2 separate regions of the Oncorhynchus mykiss genome follow, and region 1 is linked to region 2. The links are chromatin contacts, called in public Hi-C maps. All regions are on one chromosome and are shown on one strand. The core of a region is the stretch at or near the end of the contact, and the rest is flanking DNA. Distances in the headings are between cores, read along the strand shown.

Region 1 (5,710 bases), core at 2,882-5,381, 210 kb before region 2:
ATTTCATCCAATTCTGCGTAATTTTGCATATTGGGCATAATCTTTTTTTAATACCAAACAATTTACCTAAATTACAGGCGAAGAATGGACAGAGTGGTAGGGCTATGTGTTCGTCTTATCATATTTCCCCAATGTCAAATCAATGGGACTCGTTTGCAACAAAACGGTCACTGTTTGAAAATAATTATATCTGAGACGTCATTAGAAATCTGAGCATGGTACAGTACCTTCAACAGTTAGGTCCTACCTTTCTACCCCAGGCAGAGAAGGCCTACCGACACAGAAAAATGTAAGGTTAACCTAACAAGAGGTCACACGTGTTTCCTAAAAGCTGTCTGCGTTTAAACATCTTCTATTGTACAGAAAGTACAATCAATTGATAGACCGAATTAGATTACTTCCCAAGAAAATTATTTTTTTGTCTCCTCATCTATAGAAGGTTGTAACTCAGCCTCTTAATGTCAAAGAAATGAAACAATGACATTCCCATATCCACCAGAGTCACGTCTTTCCCGGTATTTTACAGCTTGTTTCTAGCATAAAGCATCACGGACCAAAGCGCTGTTATCATTTCATATAATCGGATCCGTTAAAAAATTTTTAAAAATCTTAAACTAACAAGGGATAGACCTGTGCTTTTAAAAAATGTCTTCACTCAAAAGTAGGCATATGTCATACCCCCTCAATTTACAGCCTTTCACTGAAAGCCTAGAGGAAGGCTATTTTCACTGACATGAAGGTAGGCTATTAAAAGAGTACGTGGAGGAATTTACTGACAAATCTATGGATATAGCAGCCTATAGCCTAATTTTGTCTGTCAAACAGGTAGCCCTATCTTTTACTTCTTAAATGTGAAGAAATAGGCTCCAACACAAATACTTTTTTTTTTAGTAAAGTCTAATTAAAATGAACACTTTTGAATTATGCTTATTTCCAGCGTTCATTCCCGATCGATTGTGCTGCGACTGCGGCTTCAAGGTTCAGAACCCCAATGTAAATGACTTGAATCTGGATTATTGTGAGGTCAATAACTCAGATAAATAGCCTACATCATGGGCAACAAACATATTGTTTTTAATCAAATAAATTATAGTATAGAAAGCTATCAAAGTTTACCGGTAGTCCTCATTTTCGCGCAATCCTTCTCGTAGGCAAGTCTATGCTTGCCTTTGACTGTCCTGCTCTGCTCTTGCTAAAAAACGTTTTTGGCTGTGCTGTGTAGGCCTATTGTGGCAGTTCAGGAGGTCAGGGGGGCTCAGGATTGGAATATACATTGCAGTGTGTACTGCAGCCTAGTTGTATTTACACTATCTCAGCAGCTATTATTAGAAATATAACTTTGGTATGTGCTTCTCCGAGCATGCACTTCGTAGCCTATAGATAATTTTATTGAGACCACACTAAATAGCCTATAGGCACACTTGATATTGCATGCCCATCAGAGAATCAGAGATGAGGGGCGGCATCTGGCACACATCAATATATAGCCTAATAAGCAACTTATTCTAAAACACTGAGAAATATTGACATTTCATCAATTACAAATTATATGACCCACCTGTTCACTGAAATTGAAAAAGCATGACCCTCCCCCGTTTTACTCCAGGTAATCATTCTGAAAATGTAGATTCATCCCTAAATAAAAAGATTCACCAAGTATTGATTTTATTAGAGCTGCAATGTTAACTTTTATTTAGTATGAAGCATTGTATTTCATTATGATAAGGATGACAAAAGACAGACCATAGATATCATACAGTATCATCTAATGTTCCATACATTTACCTGAAGTAGACACCCAATGCAGGGCATTAGGTATGAGCCCTCTTGCTCAGTATAGAGACAAAGTAGTTTACTGATTCACTGTATATCCTAATAAATCTGGTGCTGATGGGAATACATGTACCTATTAAAACTATACACATTGGAAATATACAAGCAAAACCATAAGATATCTTATGATCACTCATTATCCCTATATACTCTGGTGTGATCCATATGCATGAAAACACCCTGTTATGCCATAGTGTATGTATGTTATCCAGTTTTTTGTTGTTTTAAATTGATGGTCATCAAGGGATTCAAATGCTCAAATGTAGAACTTGGCATGGACATTTCTCCCCTAGGACACTCTCAGTCTTTAATGGGTCAGCCAAATTGCCTCACTGTTGTCGGTGTCCTCTGTTACCTTAGAGACAAGAGGAGTCTTGAGGGATCTTGTGCTCACCTAGGACTTGTGAGTCCCTCCCATTGCCATGGTAGCAGTAGAGCTGCTGCTGTGTCTTGTTGCTGTACGGGAAGAGGAGGCTAGAGATCCAACGGGGACACTTGACATGCCTCGTAAGAGCTGCCGTTACTGAAAGACCCCGTGCACGACAGAACCATAGGAAGTCCACAAGCATCAGGACCAGTACCAAGGACCCATAGAGCAGAACCACAGTCTGGAACAGGGACCTGTAGCTGTATTGGAATCAAAACAGAAAGCTCTCATGAAGAACTAGAGCCAAGCTTTCCAGTGGTCAATGACGATGATGCTTCCATGAAAGTCATTTTTGCAGACAGTGCCCAAAGTTTAGGATAATAATTTGATTTGATCAGTTTCCCACAAAAAATAAAATAAATAAACATCCATAACAACAATGCAAAAATAACAACACAGGAAATATCAATATGATCAAAGCTCATAAGTGTTCCAAGGCTGAAATGAGTCACAAACAGCACCATCTGTCTCTAATATATTCCTAACAGCTTGTTTAATTAATTATTGAAATGTCAGTTTTGCTTATATTTCCACAAAAGCAACAAGTATAGGGTGTGAAGTATGTTGTATCAACCAAAAAGCCTACCATACGCTCACTCAATCTAAGGACAAAACACAACATAAATGCTGGATAGAAAGTTCTGCTCTCCTAGGGTAGCCATACTAGCCTACAGGTTTAGGTGAGTATGGTTACTAACCTGTACACAGGTTCTTTGGAGTTCACTCTGGTCCCTGTCTGACTGCTGTTCATGCTATTGTGGTACTGGGAACGTGGGCAGCACTGTTTGAGCCCAAGACCCTCTCCCAGCCAGCAACAGAAGGACAGGTCAGGGGGGTCAGAGAGGCGGGGACAGTGGAACCCTGTGTGGTGACCACCCCAGTGGTCAGAGTAGGCCTCACACAGCATAGCTCCACACCCTACTTCATTAGGATTTCTGCCAATAAAAAGCAGCTTGTTAGTTGGATATAAGATATGTAAGACAATTGTTAGTTACTATTGTTAGTAATAGGTGACTTAATTAATATTACAAATTAAATCAATCACATTTTATTTGTCACACAACAGGTGTAAACTATCAGTGAAATGCTTACTTACAGGTCCTTTTCCAACAAGGCAGAGTTAAAGATAAAGATGATTTAATTAAGATAGAAGGATAAAGTGGAGAGCCTTACCTGGTTTAAGTCCACAGTATTCCCCTGCCTTTGGTTTGTGCTTCATGTGGATTATGTATGATGTAGAGCAGGAAACTTACCTAGCATTCCACAGGGAATGCTCACCTAGGGATCTGCTTGTCACATGGCAAAACCTTGCATGTCCTGTTTATCTCCCTATCTGGTCCCTTATCATCCCTACATTCTTTATCCAAACCTTCCTCCCAATCCAGTCATCATCCATCACTAGTAGATAATTAGCTGAATAGTCAGGCACTCTGCTATATTTTTATGTCATAATACTCTGCAATATAATAAAAATGAAGGATATTTTTTGTTGAACAAAATAACACATTCTCAGATGGACCAAATGTTATCAAAACATATTTCACAAAGTTCATCATAATGTAACAACTTTTCTGAGTGCGCATAAAAATCGATTTAAGATATAGATGGTTATTTAATCATTGGCTTTTGAGTACATCCCACAAAGCTTTGCAGGTCTCAATCAATTGCGCTAGGCTAAAACAAAGATGATGAATACGTTAAAATAAATGGTCAGTTCCTGTCTGCTTACAGGATCCGACACTTTTTTCAATTTCCCCCTAAAATGACATACCCAAATCTAACTGCCTGTAGCTCAGGACCTGAAGCAGGGATATGCATATTCTTGATACCATTTGAAAGGAAACACTTTGAAGGTTGTGGAAAAGTGAAATTAATGTAGGAGAATCTAACACATTCGATCTGGTAAAAGATAATACAAAGAAAAAAAACAATCTTTGAAATGCAAGAGAAAGGCCATAATGTATTATTCCAGTCCAGGCACAATTTAGATTTTGGCCACTAAATGACAGCAGTGTATATGCAAAGTTTTAGAGTGATCCAATGAACCAATGCATTTCTGTTCAAAACGTTGTATCGACTGCCAAAATGTGCCTAATTGATTTATTAATACATTTTCAAGTTCATAATTGTGCACTCTCCTCAAACAATAGCATGGTATTATTTCACTCTAAGAGGTTAAGGGGTGCTCTCCCATAGACGGGAAGCACTATTTTCATGCCACTTCGATACCATAGTGACTTTTTAGTAAGCAGGTTAGGAGTCTGAGGTTAAGGTTAGGGAAAGGGTGAGTTTGCAAAAATCACTTTGTATTGAAGTGGCGTGAAAAGTATGTCCCCTCAGAGTAGCAGGAGGAGATCTGTTGACCCTTCCTGTCCGGAAGTAATTTAACCATTCATCCTAGTCATTGTGATCTGTAGAACTGCTATTTTCTCATATCATTCTAGGATTATGCATTATATTAATAAAGTCAGATTTAAATACAAATAAGATTAAGGGTACAAAAAAGGTTAAGGGTACAAGACTGTACATATCAGTGGTGGCTGCTGAGGGGAGGACGGCTCATAATAACGTCTGAAACGGAGCGAATGGAATGGCATCAAACCATGTGTTTGATGTATTTGATACGATTCCATTGATAAGTAGTAATGATGTCCTTCGCCACCGTTTTCTTACAGTAAATAATTTCAAGATCTTTCTAGCGAATTTCTTTGATAAATTATTGTATAACTAGCAAATTAGTTTTGAAGTTGAGGGTGCAGTATTTATGAAGTTTGGCAATGAGGATTAGCATAGTTCCGCTAGCCAGCTAGTTTAGCCAAGGAAAACTCGGGAAGGATATAGCTGGGCGCACTAGGCTAATTCAGGATACTTGTTTTTGTGCCCTGACATCAGGAGCCAGAGGCGAAAAGTTTGATTAAAAGTTTCAGAGACTGAAACGAATACATCAGATAACACATATTTAAGGAGTGAGAATCGATATACAATCCCGAAATCGGCTGTAACTGTCACCAGCTAAACAAAGCTTAAAACGATGTTTGAATGACCCTGAATCCACAAAATGAATTGTGACTGAAGTCGCTTATGGACACGTCGGTAGACTCCTCCTCCTCACCTCATTGAAAGAAAAAAAAATGAGGGAGTGGGATATTTCGGTTCCTCTTTCGTCTCTGACACGCATATCCAATCTATGGCTGACGGCGAAACAGAAAACCATTCGGTAGCTATGGATAACCGTCCACGGGCATCATAACGTCAATTTTTTATGTGTCCCGTAAACAGATATTCGGGATGATTTGACTCTGACTGGTAGGTTGATTTCTTTGACACTGAGCTAGCTAGCTAGTTACTGGTAGCCAGGGTAATGCTAATGCTAGCTAAATGGTTGTATAGTCAGATAACTAACGTAACGTTAGCTAGCAAACCTTACAGTGTTTGAGCCGTGGGATTGTG
Region 2 (5,884 bases), core at 163-2,662:
CCTTCGTTTTACCCTGCTGAGATTCCTATGGGCATGAATGATCAGATATACCATAGCCCGAGGATGGATTAGCTGGGTCACAGAAAGTTCATTTTTAGAACAAAAACTGACTCTCCTATAAGCTTGTCATTTGTTTCTTTGATACTTATCTTCAGACCAGTCATATTATGTCGGCTCACTGTAACTCATGATCTTATTATCAATGACGTATGCTACTCAAAATGCCAATAACATAGTAATAAGTAATAGCAATATTTATGCAAAACAAATCATACAAAAGTGATTTAGGCATTTATATAGGGGAAAAAATTAAATGAAGGAACAAATAAAAACACACAATCGACTATGTTGAAGGCAAGTAAATGTCTTACTTTAGAAAAAAAAAAAAAAATATTATGCCAAGATCTTACCACGAGTTATCTCTTTGAGGACCTGCACTTCAATAAGCAAGCTTCGTAGAGCTGGTTTAATTTCATCAAATAAAACATAACATCAGACAGCTGGCTGGTCCTGTGTAGCTAGAGCACCAATGTTCGCCGAACTCCCGAGTCCTAGCTCCAAATTGTGAAGTGAAGTATCGACAGCGCTGTCAGACACTGGAAGAGAATGCGCTCTTATGCTACCCTATGCCTCTCATTAATTCGTTCCCTCCCAGCCCGCCAAGGCACTACCCACATCGGGATACCTCCAACTCCAACCTCTTTGCTCAAAGAGCAAAACAACACACGTTGGCTATGACTTGCACCATTCTGTCGGATGAAAGAACCAAATCATGTCTCAACTGCCTGGTTGACAGCTCTCTCTCCTCTCGAGGCGTGGCTCGGAACTCTGTGGAGTTACTCGTGTGACATACCCAGACACCAAGTCCCCTGGTGTATCGTGGTACTGCAATATTGTCACCCCTCTGTTATCTTTGGTTCGGAGTAAACTTTCCACGTCTTCTCGTTGCCTCTCATGGTGTTCGTTTCAGCTAGCCTCCGTGCAAATAACGTTAACAAGCTAGCTAGGACTTCCAACACGTTTTTCCCCCCCTATGTAACGTTAGGGCATTCAACACAATTCCGTGACATGCATACTGCTCTATTCGAACAAACTATTATATTTAAAGCACATTGTAAAATTCTAAAAATGTCATAAATTCCTTTATACGAGAAACTGACATCGTCCACTTGGCTAGGAATCGTGCCGCGTTCAAGTGCTAGTTGGAACTAAGAAACTCTGATATTCCCGACTCGCTAACTGGTTGTAGTTAATCACGTGCCACGTTCAACGAATTAGTACATTGGATATTTGAACACTGCATTTACAAGCTACAAATCCCAGGAAGTAAATCCACACGCCCCAGCCCTACGTCATCGTTAGAGCACAGAGTTTCTAAACCCAGAGGCGCAACATCGCGAGACTTCCGGGAAAGCTTGCGAAATAGACCAGTCCGGGGTTTGAGAAGTCAATGAGAGAAGTGAACAATTCTTCCTTAGTTGTTACATTTCTCGAAATCGAAAAAAGCACCACCTAGATTCCACCCCAATGACTTAAGTAGTTGAACATGTTATTACTCCAACCTCGTGAAAGTAACCTTAAATAGTGGCACATGCGCAGTTCTTCGCGACCCGATGCCAGGCAATGTCGCCATGACAATTTCAGGGTGCGTTCGTAGATTAATTTCGGATATCTTCTCCTTTCTCTCGTCTGAGTGTGCCAGAGCGCAGAATATGCATGTATGAATGCACAACACCCGTTGAATATGACAGGTGTCAGTAAAGGTTGGAAAAAACGGAGTTTAACTGGTGCTAGCAGCACAGTTAGTCGCTACCGCCCAAGATAACATGAAAACAGCCTAGCTCTGCTAGGGCGAGTAAAATGATCAGAATGATGTGTTCTCTCATTTTTGTCAGGAAGTAGCTAGCAAACTAGCCAATTTAAACCAGTTAACTTGGGTGCTTGACTGCCGTTGTGTGGTCAGAACGCTCGGATCAACTCCGTTAGAGCGTCCTGTCTGCGCTCTGAACGCTCCTGGAGCGAATCGCTCTGAATTTATGAACAGACAATCAGACGATTCTGAATTTACGAACGACAGGAGCGCACTCGAGAGGGATTTTACGAACACACCCTTAGTCTAGTTTCATAATTTAATGTCTTTGGTTAGATCATACGTGGTGCCACCACATTTCCAAACTGTCTACGAGCGGCATCTACCGGATTTATACCGTGCATGCATAAATAATGGCTTCCATGCAATGTTGTATGGGAGAGGGCGCAAAAGAGCGATCCTGTTTATTCTGACTCGCTTGCTAACACACAAACCCAATGACAAACAGAGGCTCTGCTGTTAATACGGTCCAAAATGATCCATCAACCCGGATGTAGAATTTTTAGGATTCTCTTCCCCTCATTTTATTTTACATATGCTATTGTTGCTAACTGCGTCAAAAATAGAACATGTTCTACAGTGTCGCGTAAACTGTGACAGCTGACTGCACTGGTAGCCACGCCTACTGAAGAGAGTGAACTGATTCTTGGCAGCCTACTTACTGTAAGCATAACAAACCTTTGTGTTGATGCTATAGTCTCCCATTTTGTTATTACTTTAGTTGAGTGCTTCATAGTATGATTATAACTATTGTAATGAAACAGCAGGGAGCAGGTCTCGAACCCTCGACCTTCGATCCCGAGGTCCGGCGCGCCAAAAGCATGCTTGTGTGGCAGGGTCGATTTCCGCGTTTATAAACCCAGGGTAGTTACACTATTTTACCCTACGGATTATTTATTAGCTAATTTCGTTATGCCTGCTAGCATAGGCCTATATTAAGGCCTATTTGGCTACATTAGCCAAACTCAGTCTAATGATTGGTTATTTGATACAAATATTAAAAAGAATAATAAACAGGGTTGTTTTTGTTTATATTTCCATAGAAAAGATAACTCAGAGGACCTATCATCTGTCAAAGTGGCATCTAAAATGAACTTCCGCGGAAGAAAATATAAGCGGGGCAGCAACTGGTCTTACCCAGAGGTGGCAGAACTCCTCCAGCAGTGGTCAGATGAGTCGGTCCAACTAGAGTTGGAGTTTCCTCAGAAATCAACATGTTTTCAACCGAATAGCGGACGTCCTGCGAGAGAAAGGCATCTATCACACTGGCGACCAGTGCAGGGAGAATATCAAAAAGATTCAACTGGAGTACCGCCGCATCAAGGTCAATCACAAGATGATGTGCGGCGGGAGGTCGTGGAAGTCTTATGATGTAATGAACCGGGTTTTAGCGAACCAACCCGGCCATAGTCTACTCCTCTTTGGGCAGTACTGTTATAGCCCACCAGGTCATCCAGAGCTCCCCAAGTGAGGCAGGCGCATACCTCCATGGTCTGCCAGGTGGTGTCATGCCCTGGCCATAGAGAGGCTTTTATTCTCTATTTTGGTTAGGCTAGGGTATGACTAGGGTGGGCATTCTAGTTTCTTTATTTCTATGTTTTCTGTTTCTATGTTTTGGCCGGGTATGGTTCTCAATCGGGGACAGCTGTCTATCGTTAGCCTGTTTTTCCACCTTAGTTGTGGATAGTTGACTTTGTTAGTGGAATGTATAGCCCTAGTAAGCTTCACGTTCGTTTTTGTTGGTGACATTCATAATAAAAATAAATGTACACTCACCACGCTGCACCTTGGTCCGGTCATTTCCCTGACGATGTTCGTGACAGAACTATCCACCACAAACGGACCAAGCGGCGTGGCCGGGAGGAGCAGCGTTTTCTGGAGGAATGGACATGGGAGGAGATCTTGGAAGGCAAGGGACCCTGGGCAAAGGCTGGAGAGTATCGGCGTCAAAGGGGGGAGATAGAGGCGGTGAAAGTAGTGGCGACAATACGAGGAGTTGGCACAGCGGAGCAGGCAAAAGAGGCAGCCCCCCCCCCCCCCCCCCCAAAAAAAAAAAAAATTGGGTGAGCAAATGTGGAGATTGGCTGAGTCAGGTTGGAGACCTGAGCCAACTCCTCATGCTTACCGTAGGGAGCGTGGTACTGGTCAGGCACCGTGTTATGCGGTGGAGCGCACGGTGTCTCCAGTGCGTATTCACAGCCCGGTGCGCTACATTCCAGCTAGAGTGGGCATCCAGCCAGGACAGATGGTGCTGGCTCAGCGCATCTGGCCGCCAGTGCTTCTCTACGGCCCAGGATGTCCTGCGCCGACTCTGCGCACTGTGTCTCTGGTGCGTCTGTGCAGGCTCTATGCTCGAGACCTCCTGTGAGCCTCCACGGCCCAGTGTATCCTGTGCCTGCTCCAAGAACCAAGCCTCCTGAATGTCTCGCCAGCCTGGTAAGCCCTGTGGCAGCTCCACGCACCAGGCTGCCTATACGTCTCCTCACTCCAGTGAGGATCCATGGCACGAAGCCTCCGGTGATGATCCATGGCACAAAGCCTCCAGGGATGATCCATGGCACGAAGCCTCCAGTGATGATCCATGGCACGAAGCCTCCAGGGATGATCCATGGCACGAAGCCTCCAGTGATGATCCAGGGCACGAAGCCTCCAGTGATGATCATTGGCACAAAGCCTCCAGTGATGATCCATGGCACAAAGCCTCCAGTGATGATCCATGGCACTAAGCCTCCAGTGATGATCCATGGCCCAGAGCCTGCAGTGAGGATTCATGGCACGAAGCCTCCAGCACTGATCCGCGGTCCGGAGCCTCCAGAGGCAGTCCCTCGGTCCGGAGCCTCCAGCGACGATACCCCGGTCCGGAGCCTCCAGCGACAGCCTCCAGTCCGGAGACTCCAGCGAGGGTCCCCAGTCCTGGGCTTGCATCGAGGTTCCCCAGTCCGGGGCCTGCAGCGAGGGTCCCCAGTCCAGAGGCGCCACCTAAGTGGGGGGAGCCAGAGGTGGAGCGGGGTCTGCGTCCCGCACCGGAGTAGATGCCCACCCGGACCCTCCCCTATAGAGTCAGGTTCTGCGGCCGGAGTCCGCACCTTTGGGGGGGGGGGGGGGGGGGGGGGGGCGGTTACTGTCACGCTCTGGCCATCTCTATTTTGGTTAGGCCAGGATGTGACTAGGGTGGGCATTCTAGTTTCTTTATTTTGGCCGGGTATGGTTCTCAATCAGGGACAGCTGTCTATTGTTGTCTCTGATTGGGAATCATACTTAGGTAGCCTGTTTTTCCACCTTAGTGGTGGGTAGTTTACTTTGTTAGTGGCCTGTATAGCCTAAGTAAGCTTCACGTTCGTTTTTTTTTGTTTCTTGTTTTTGTTGGCGACATTCATAATAAAAAGAAATGTAGGCTCACCACGCTGCACCTTGGTCCGGTCATTTCCCTGACGACGTTCGTGGCGGGTTCTTCTTTGGTCTTTTTGGCCATCTGCCCAGGCTGGGGAAGCTGCTGGAGATAAATTGCGAGGATGCAGAGTCTGAGAATTGACTGCTGAACTCTGATGCTGCGCACCCAGAGATGCTGTACCATATCGGGTTTGGAGATGAGCATGACACCAATGGGAAGTCTGCCGGACTGGGTCAAGAGGGCTCAGTTGAGATGGTGTGAGAAGAGCGCGCGATTCTCTACTTCAGGTTGGCTAAAATAGCAGATGAGGTTGATTGGCCTAATCTCCTGTATTATTTTGCATGGATATTCATTCAGAAATGTTATCGGAAGTTAGGGTAGATGCAACTTTTATTTTTAGCCCCAACACTTACATAAGGAGATGGCACATGGGTATATGCTCCTAAAAACCAATGAGGATATGGGAGAGGTGGGACTTGCAACGCATCAAGCGTCACAGATAGAACCAAGTTCTAATTTAGTGCCTGGCTACGCAGTGGGTCGTTGACACACGTGTGCAGTGTGGGTGAAAAGATTGAATAACATGTATGTGTACATTTATTTTGGAACATGCTGACCACACT

What was found. Hi-C and Micro-C count contacts between places; a contact is called where the count stands out from the background.
Region 1: a Hi-C map of liver shows a contact between it and region 2, with 3 times the contacts expected there. The contact joins the promoter of LOC110522413 here to the promoter of LOC110522396 in region 2. A contact is called at or near these places in 2 of 3 Hi-C or Micro-C datasets (blood and liver).

What each region holds. Positions count from the first base shown.
Region 1 is chr1:39,335,562-39,341,271 of USDA_OmykA_1.1, reverse strand. LOC110522413 (protein shisa-like-1a) reads right to left here and starts at 4,131. Exons shown (of 2, transcript XM_021600792.2): 1 at 2,959-4,131; 2 at 1,664-2,460. The coding sequence starts at 3,167. The coding sequence ends at 2,190. It overlaps man2a2 (alpha-mannosidase 2x), which reads left to right and starts at 4,947. Exons shown (of 24, transcript XM_036977122.1): 1 at 4,947-5,566.
Region 2 is chr1:39,118,528-39,124,411 of USDA_OmykA_1.1, reverse strand. LOC110522396 (furin) reads right to left here and starts at 1,412. Exons shown (of 15, transcript XM_036977112.1): 1 at 411-1,412.